Linked DNA regions of Mus musculus: region 1 is linked to region 2. The links are chromatin contacts, called in public HiChIP or PLAC-seq maps. All regions are on one chromosome and are shown on one strand. Each heading gives the region's core, a stretch centred on a gene start, on an enhancer-like site or on the middle of the called end of the contact. The rest is flanking DNA. Distances are from core to core; before and after follow the strand shown.

The links. HiChIP or PLAC-seq counts read pairs in DNA pulled down with a chosen protein or histone mark.
Region 1: an H3K27ac HiChIP or PLAC-seq map of embryonic brain shows a contact between it and region 2, with 9 times the contacts expected there. The contact joins two enhancer-like sites. A contact is called at or near these places in 9 of 115 datasets of contacts at active chromatin or transcription factors (craniofacial prominence, embryonic basal ganglia, embryonic brain and 6 more) and 1 of 9 other capture datasets (embryonic stem cells).

The regions. Positions count from the first base shown.
Region 1 is chr8:12,428,413-12,432,734 of GRCm38.p6, reverse strand. Sox1ot (Sox1 overlapping transcript) reads right to left here. Exons shown (of 8, transcript NR_027975.2): 5 at 2,697-3,228; 6 at 2,004-2,585; 7 at 312-1,300. Among named protein-coding and RNA genes, the nearest start is that of Sox1, 35 kb to the right of the region's middle. Within about 2 kb of position 2,519, at least 69 of the 459 cell types and tissues checked have an H3K27ac peak or open chromatin away from gene starts, as enhancers often do. A contact at or near this core is called in embryonic brain, where this site is marked.
Region 2 is chr8:11,955,837-11,959,892 of GRCm38.p6, reverse strand. No RefSeq gene overlaps it. Among named protein-coding and RNA genes, the nearest start is that of Tex29, 120 kb to the right of the region's middle. Within about 2 kb of position 2,647, at least 12 of the 459 cell types and tissues checked have an H3K27ac peak or open chromatin away from gene starts, as enhancers often do. A contact at or near this core is called in embryonic brain, where this site is marked.

The sequences.
Region 1 (4,322 bases), core at 1,270-3,769, 470 kb before region 2:
TGCCCTCCGGCATTTGCATAGACTGTTCTGCCTGGTTGACCAGGGGCTGTCCAGCTCAGCATTGTCCACATATCAGAGGTGACAGGACTCAGGTGAGAGCTGAAGCCGGAAGGCCTCCAGAGGGCATGAGGATGACTGTCCTGGGAACCTTAGCTCGGCTTGCTTTGCAGAGATTCACATGTTTGCTTTCGCTGCTGGAGAGGAGGAACCAGGAGACTTTTAAGAGGAGCTTACAGAGGCTGTTGCAGAAGCATCCTGGGGTACCACCTAATCTAACAATCTAATAATGTGATGGACCAATGGGTGGTCACTCTTGGATGTTTAATATGCTGACAAAATGGAGGCGCACAGTTTCGGCTTCTGTGGCCTAAAGCTGTCACAAGCTGATGCCCAGCTTTCACACCTACAGAGACACCGTTGCCCAGGCGCAGAGACCTCACACACCAAGTGGTAGTTCCCTCGAAGCTGATGCTTTGACCTCAGCAGAGAAAGTTTTTGTAGACAAGTATTCTCCCTAGAGCTTTGGCACCACACACTCCACCATCTTATTTTATTTTATTTTATATTTTAGGTTTTTTGAGACAGGGTTTCTCTGTACAGCCCTGGCTGTCCTGGAACTCACTCTGTAGACCAGGCTGGCCTCAAACTCAGAAATCCGCCTGCCTCTGCCTCCCAAGTGCTGGGACTAAAGGCGTGCGCCACCACTGCCTGGGTACAACCCACCGTCTTTAACTGGAACAGGTAGGGCAAGGGGCTGAACAACTAGGATTTATTTCCACGCCCACAGTTCCTAAGTAAATATTACTAACCCTTGTAGGACCAGGATCCCGAAGGAGAAAATTCCAGGGGAGGGGCCTAAGGAGTAGCTGTGGGTGTGGTAGGGGTGAGGCTGGGAGATCAAGATGGGAGGGAACATTTTTCTGCATCTGAATAGACCACGGTCTGAAGACTCAGCAGCATCATTTTCAGGTTAAAAAGCTCTTTATATAGGCAGTTCTGTGCCTTTACTGGGAGCTAATCAACCTCTCTCAGGCCGGAGTCCCCACAGGCCTGTTTCCTTCCTCTCTTCCACATCTTCTGTGCGCCTAAGTGCTCGTAGACCCCCAACCCGAGCCCAAACAGGTGCTAGCTACTGTGCAGCATCCACTGCAGGGAGCTGGCCAGCTGCTGGCCCCCGCAAGAACCTAGGGGAAGCTTCCGTGTTCCCACCCGTGTTCACTGCGGATTGCAGCACCGCTCATCTTGGGAATATAGCGATTAATCCAGCCGCAGGTTTCCAGATAAGTGACTGTGATGGAGACTGTTGGCGAGAAAATAGACAATTATCCGCTGTTAGCTTTACATAAAGATCGCATTAACTCAAATTAGTTATCAGACAAAAGAGCGTCGGCAAGCGCGCCCTGCCGGCCCGCGCCCTGCACGCGGGCACCTCGGGGTGCAGCCGGGCAAAGCGTGGGGCTGGGCTGTGGCTTCGAGACGTGGGGCCGGGAGTGGGAGGACGCGGCGGGAGGGCTCTAGGCTGGCGTTACTCGTGCTGTGCTGGCCTGGATGGGGCGAGGGAGGGACATAGGGGCAGCCTACGGAGCCGGATCGGCCGGCCCCTGAACTACAACAGTCCCACCTCAGTCTGTCCCACGCTCGTCCCTTTTGCAAGCTCTACCCTGGGAGCCAGCCTGTCCCCGCGACCTGTAGTTCTTTCGTCTCTGGCTGTGACGTCGTTAATTCTCCCAGGCAGAGGCGGCTCTCCAGGCTCGCCACTGCCCCGCAGGGTGCACTGGACAACCTGGTGATCTGATCCTGCGGGGCTACCAGCCAGTATTCCCCGCCCCTGAACCCCCCACCCACCCACCCACCGCCACCCACCGCACTTTCTGAAGGTCGCTCTCAGTATGACTCATAGAGACGAAAAATGAAGACAAGCTGAGGGGGACCGGGCCCGAGCAGGGATAGGATGGGGCTGAGAGTGGCCTGAGGCAGGACCACGTCAGTGCGGCCTCGATTACCAAAGTTACGCACTGTCCACGCACTGAGCATCTTCGCTACCCTCCTTCTCCTGTATCCCGGTTAGCCTGGACACCGGCTTTCACCCGCAGGATGGATTTCGCTGACCGCTGTCGGTGGGAACAAACGCAGCGCCCAACATCCCGACGGGTTGCAACGCCCAGCGGGGTCCCCACTGCTGCAGGCGCGTACTGGCGGTGGCGCTTGCGCCCGGCCGGCCTCCTTGGCCCCAGGGTCCCCGGTCCCGCTGAATAGGGCGGATAATGACCCCCGGTTCCCAAGGCAGGCTCTCTGCTGCCTGGTGAGCCTTGGATTTGTGTGGTCCAAGCCTTTCCCAGCTTGTCCCATTCTGTCACCGGGATAAGGGGCTCCCTCGGCTCGTTTGCACCTGCGTCGCTTTTGGCTCCTTCAGGAATGCGCTGAAGCTTGTAATCAGCTTTGTGAAGCCATTGAGTGCACGGCTGAGTGAAACTTCCAAAGCTCGAGGAAAACTGGCCGGCTGAATAGGAGCCAGCATGGGGCTGCTCTCCAAGCCTCCGCGCTGCCAAATTCCAGCAGAGCGCCTCACAATCGCCTTCCCCACACTGAGAAAAGTGAGAAAAGAAAAGGAAAAATACCAGTCACCGGGGTTAGCTGTTTGTTCCCAGATTAATGGCAAGCGGCTCCCTCCTACTCCACCCCTCCACAAAGCTCACCAGTTCAGGAAATATGACAGGGAGGGGAGGGCAGTTATTAATAGCTCCCCAACTGATGTCACCCCCCCCCCGGGCGGGGGTCTTCTGGGTCTCTGGAGGGGTCCTCCATTCCCAGTTGTTGAGTTGAGCTCCATGTGCCTTAGGCCCAGCAGTTGAAGCTTGTCTTTGCTTGAGTAGAGCGGAGGATGAAGCCATATAGAATCCTTAGCCTAGGCTTCAGGAAGGAACCACTAAGCACCGGGCTCCTTCTATGCAGGCCCAGCAGGGACCCTGCATGCTGGCCCCTTAGCAACAGGTTCCTGGGTCTCTCCTTAGAGGAGCACTCTCACTTCCAAGACTCCCGTAATACCGTTTCTTGGTGACTCCAGTAACAGAGGTGCCTGCAGGGTGACAGCCACTACAGGTGCTTCTCCTTCTGCTTCAGGCATCTGGGCTGTGATTTCTAAGAGCCAACTACTTAAGACAAGTATTTCCATGTGCCGCAGAGGCCCTGGCTGATTCTCTCCCACTCAAGGTTAGTGAAGGCTCCTCTCTGCAAAACAAAATCCTTACCAGTCAACAAAAGACCAGACAGCCTGCAAAAGGCAAAACCATCCTTTTCAAGGTCCAGGTATACCTGGATTCTGGATGGCTGCTCGTCAAGGGAGGGCTCCTCCTTGGGAAGCCACAGTAGGTTCTAGAAACAGTGCGTGCAGTGTCCCTGTAGACAGAGGCACCGCCAGTGTCTACTTTGTGGATGCTGATCTGAACTCAAGTTTCAGAAAGGAAAACTAGAACCCTTTCTCTGTATCACTCAGGAGACCCTTAACTTAGCAAAGCCCCGTAAGAACCTCCCAGAGAATAGAAAGCAGAGGCCATATTGTGATGGACACATTAAAAACTTGCCTCACAATGGCTCTGGATTTTCATAGCTAATGAATTCCTTCCACCCTGAACAGGAAGTCTTTTCTGGGAGCACAGCTACTCGGCTCTTGTTTGATCCAGATGTCCATGTATGCCCTCTAGCCAAGAGAAGCTCAGTCCTGTGGGGTTCTTGCTGCCGTACCTTGCTTCCGTGGGGGGTACTCATGATGTCTGACTGTGGCTCTGTGCTATAAATAGTCCCCTGGTAGATCGAAAGGCTTAATGGGCCTCTTTAAATACCTAACTTATTATAAAGCCCTGGGGAGAATAACATTAACAGGCAGGGAGGAACAAGAATCAAGCTCCTCCTGTAGCAGCCCTATTACAGTGCTCTTGGTTGCAATCCTTACGGTGCAGAGTGGGCAGGAATTTTCCTATTTATACACCTTAATGTGCAGAGGGGGCTAGAGCACTTGAGAGGGTGTGAGAGACAGCCTGTCTGAGCAAGGAGGGAACTGAACTTACAGAGGTGGAGGGAGTGTCCCAGAATTGCTAATCAGGAGGATTCTGGCTACTTTCAGGTCCACCGGAAGGAGCTGCAGCTGGCGCACCGTTCTGCAGTCAACCATGCTTCGCAGCGGCCGGCGGACTAGTGAGGAAGCCCTCCCTTTCAGACAGACCAGGAGGAAATGTGGGACTCAGAGCAAAGTTACCTGACTGGGAACCCAGACTGTACATGCTCACTCAGAGGCTCTGAGCCACTTTGAACATCCCAACTCGCGC
Region 2 (4,056 bases), core at 1,398-3,897:
CCAGGTTTCTGCACCATAATATGTTAGACTATTTTAAAAAGCAAATCATAAAGAGAGGCATGGTCTGACTTTAGGTAGGACCACGTTTATTCACAGCTGGGGAGCATTTTGTCACCCACAGTTACCAAAACACCTAAGGGGGGGGGGGGTGGAGATGAAACGCAACCTCATAGGAGCAGAAAAGGACAAAAATGGCCTCCATTGTCCGCAAGGGAAGCTGGGAAGTGTATGACCGCCATAGTGAGCAAGGGAAGCTGGGAAGTGTAGTCCTTCAACAGGAAACCATCTCCATCCACTTCCCATTTAGTGATTATGAAAACAAAATGACTGTATGTTGAGTTCATTTAGTTCTTCACACTGTATTTTTTTTAAATGTTTACAAATTTAATATTTCTGGAGATGCACAGAGAACATTCCCCAAGAGGCTGCCAAAACCAGGTCTCCCAGGAAGGAATAACTTTTTTACCCCTATGGTTTTATTTATGTACAACATTGAATTTTCAATAATGAAGATTATTCATCATGTTCCCATGGGTCTCCAGAAAATGAAGTGCTTGAGGTCTTGGTTTTGTTGTTGTTGTTGTTGTTGTTGTTGTGTTATTTTGTTACCTGTGCCTAAAGTCAGCCTTTCCATAAAATTCTGAGATGTCAGCATACAAACATCCAACACCCCAGAGGGAAAACCAGCCTGAGGGACATGCATGTTCCTGTGGAACTGCAAAGAACATGGTTAAGACCTGAGAGAAGGTTCCAGAAGCTTCACCTTTTCAGAGGGAAGAGATGCATCTACCCTGCTTGTTCCGCACATCTTACCTACACTGCCCGGGGCCTTACCCACTCTAGGGTCACTAGGACAGACTGGCTCTGGCTTTGTCCCACAAATCCCCTTTCTAAGGTGACCTGGTTCCTGTTAACCACACAACCCAGGGACCCTGGCCAGGGGCAGCTATCCTAATACCACTGCTCACAGTCACCCCGCAGGACTCCCTGTCCTACCCAGCTTAGCCCAGACTAGAAACAGGAAGGTCTAATGGCTTCTTGCAGCTCAGCTGCAAGGACAAAGCTGCAGGAGCTCGAAGGACAAAGCTCTCTCTTCCCAGAGAACAGCGCCTCATTGTCACCAAAGGAGGAGAGAAGACACTGCCAGAGATTTTAATGTAAAAATTTCCTTTCCTCAAAACCAGAACAAAAAAAAAAAAAAAAGTAAATCAAAACAAACCCAAAACACTCTGTGAGTCTGAAACGGTGAAGCTAAGGAGAGAGGCAAGAGAGAAAATGCATTTGGATTTTTTTTTTTTTTTGGTGTGATTATATTATTCCTAAAATACCTCATCCTCGGCTTAGGTGCTATTTCAGGGTTTGATTTGGCATTCATATCAGAGAGATCGGTTCACTGCTCCAGGAGAGGAGGAGGCAGGTTTCTCTGTGCTCACTCCCATTGCTGCAGGTAGCCAGGGGCTGTAGAGAGCCCAGGGCAGATGGCCAGCCCAGGAGGACTCGGCCACTGGGGACTCCATCATCTTGCATGAGCACAGACCCTGCAAGGCTGTCCATCCCCCAAAGGCAGACACCTCGGGTAGGACCTGGGCCCGAGGGTGGGGTGTTCCCAGAATATGCACTGTGACCCAGCTCCCTTCTACAGCCCCTGAGACCTCAAGTTCAGAGCCAGCTCACTGCTGGGCAAGTCTGTTTTTTATTGCTATATGAGTACTCCAATAACCAGTTTCTATTCAGGAGATTTGTATGTAGAGCCCCTGGGCATCCTCAGAGCAGCCAGGCCAGTGGCTGGCAGCTGCAGCATGACCAGCTTCACCCCTGCTTGGACTTTCTCTCCTACACACCCCTCCTTCAGGTTATGACTGTGCTCAGACCCACTACCACGGCTGCTTTAGAGAGGCGTAAAGGAATGGCTGACAAACTTTCTAGGGTGACTGATAGCCAGCAGGTCAGAGTTTGGAGCCAGTTGTGATTGCTGTAAACTCTGGCCATTTAGTCATCCCGCTTCCCTCCCCACCTCGGGGCTGGGACAGCACAGCCCACCATTGCTAGCGGTCGAGGACTAGGTCAGTCTTGTGGGTACTTATACAATACTGTTGAAGTCAGCGGACTCATGTGCTTCCGGTTACGCTGTTTGAAAACTTGCTGCGAGCAATAAAGAACAATCTAGAACCAGACATCATGACAGATCAGGAATGTGGGGATTGCCTGTGAGGCCTATCTGCCTCTCTCACTCCAGTCCAGGCATTCCCACTCTGTACGGGACCCCATGCCCATTCCCACAGTCCATTATCCCTGTCTCTAGCTTAAAGTGGACAAGGTGAACCAAGCTGTGGCAGATGTGGTAGGAGTTGGGGGAGGGGCTCCTAGTATTTATGGAAGCAAGTGACAGAGGGCAGTGAGGAAGATGTACATTGGGAGAAGCAGGGGAGGGGCTCCTGCATTAGAGGGAGGGGCTCCTGCGTCAGACTCTTCACCCTCACAGTTGCTTCTGCTCAGTGCCAGCATGACAAGTGCCCAGAGCTTGGCATAATTGCAAGACAGGTGACTTGAGGACCCTTTGGAGCTTTCCAGAACCTAGGGACAGGGTGCGCATGAGCCCAGTCCCCTTCCTGCTTCCTAAGAGACCAAGCTCCAGCCATCACTGCTCACTATCAACTGGCCCTGCTGCACATTTATTTTAAGAGGAATTATGCTGACATCTGGTGGCCAGACGAGAAACTTCACTCTGTAAAAAATTGATTTAAATGTATACCTGTTTAGATAGGTAGGTAGGTAGGTAGGATGGATGGATGGATGGATGGATGGATTTATGGATGGATTTATGGATGGATTTATGGATGGATATATGAATGGATGGATATATGAATGGATGGATATATGAATGGATATATGAATGGATGGATGGATGGATGGATGGATATATGGATATATGGATAGATGGATATATGGATGGATGGATGGATGGATGGATAGATGGATAGATGGATGATAGGTAGGCAGAGAGATAAATTGACATGAATGTAGAAAAGGGACTCCAAAAGTAGAGAAAGAGATCTTAAGGGAGGGGAGAGAAACAGGGATGCTAAATGAAGACGTGATGTGGCTGCAGACTGGGGAAGGAGATCAGAAGGAGGGAGAGAAGAGGCCCAGGAGAGGGGTGGATACATAAAAGCAAAGCAGAAAATGGTTCTCCATGAGGCCATAGCAAGGAAGCCCATTTCTTTGTATGCTAGCCAGAAATTTAATCTTTTTTAAAAAGTGTTCACAATTTCCAGCTAAAGCAGAAAGATCGGTTCTAGATTTAATATGTCCACACCACAGACTGTGGCTCTGAGTGACAGGGAGGAGGGGGGACGTTCAGGACCTGACAGGGACGGACATACAGGCCCACCAGAGCCCTAGAGTCCACCACTGCCCCCTCCTCTAGTGAGCAGACAGAACTAACCACGTCCTATCCCCTGTGAACAACACCCTGTGGATCAGGTCTCAGACCCAGCACCCTGGCGGCCAGCAGTAGCGTTCCCATAGCAACAGAAGCCTTTGAGAAACTTATCTGGAGTAGGGATTCCCCGGGGCCTCTGCCCCTCACAAGGCAGGAGGGAGCTGAGCTGATGGGGAAAGGCTCACACCGGGACAGGATGGACAGGATGGACAGGATGTCCCACCAGCCATGCCGAGCATCATGGGAACATGTAGTCAGGCATTTGGTGGAATCCTGAGAGGGTGCAGCGCACACACCTATGTCTATACTGGCACCATGTTACAGTGAAAGAAGTTCCCATGACCAGTAGCCCAGCCGTGATTGATACTCTCAGACTAAAGGACAACACATTCCAATCCACTATGAAAGATATGTTAATAAACAGGTGACCCAAAGAGCAAACAGCCTGGATATAGCTGTCCCTACCTCCACTCATGCACTTAAGTCAGACCACAGGGGTGGGTGCTCATGGCATGACTACTGTGGTCACTTGCTCGCATGTAAAGCCTTTCTGGGTGGTTTACAATAATGCTGTGACATTTACATTAGAACACACATGAGAAAGGGGCCATGGA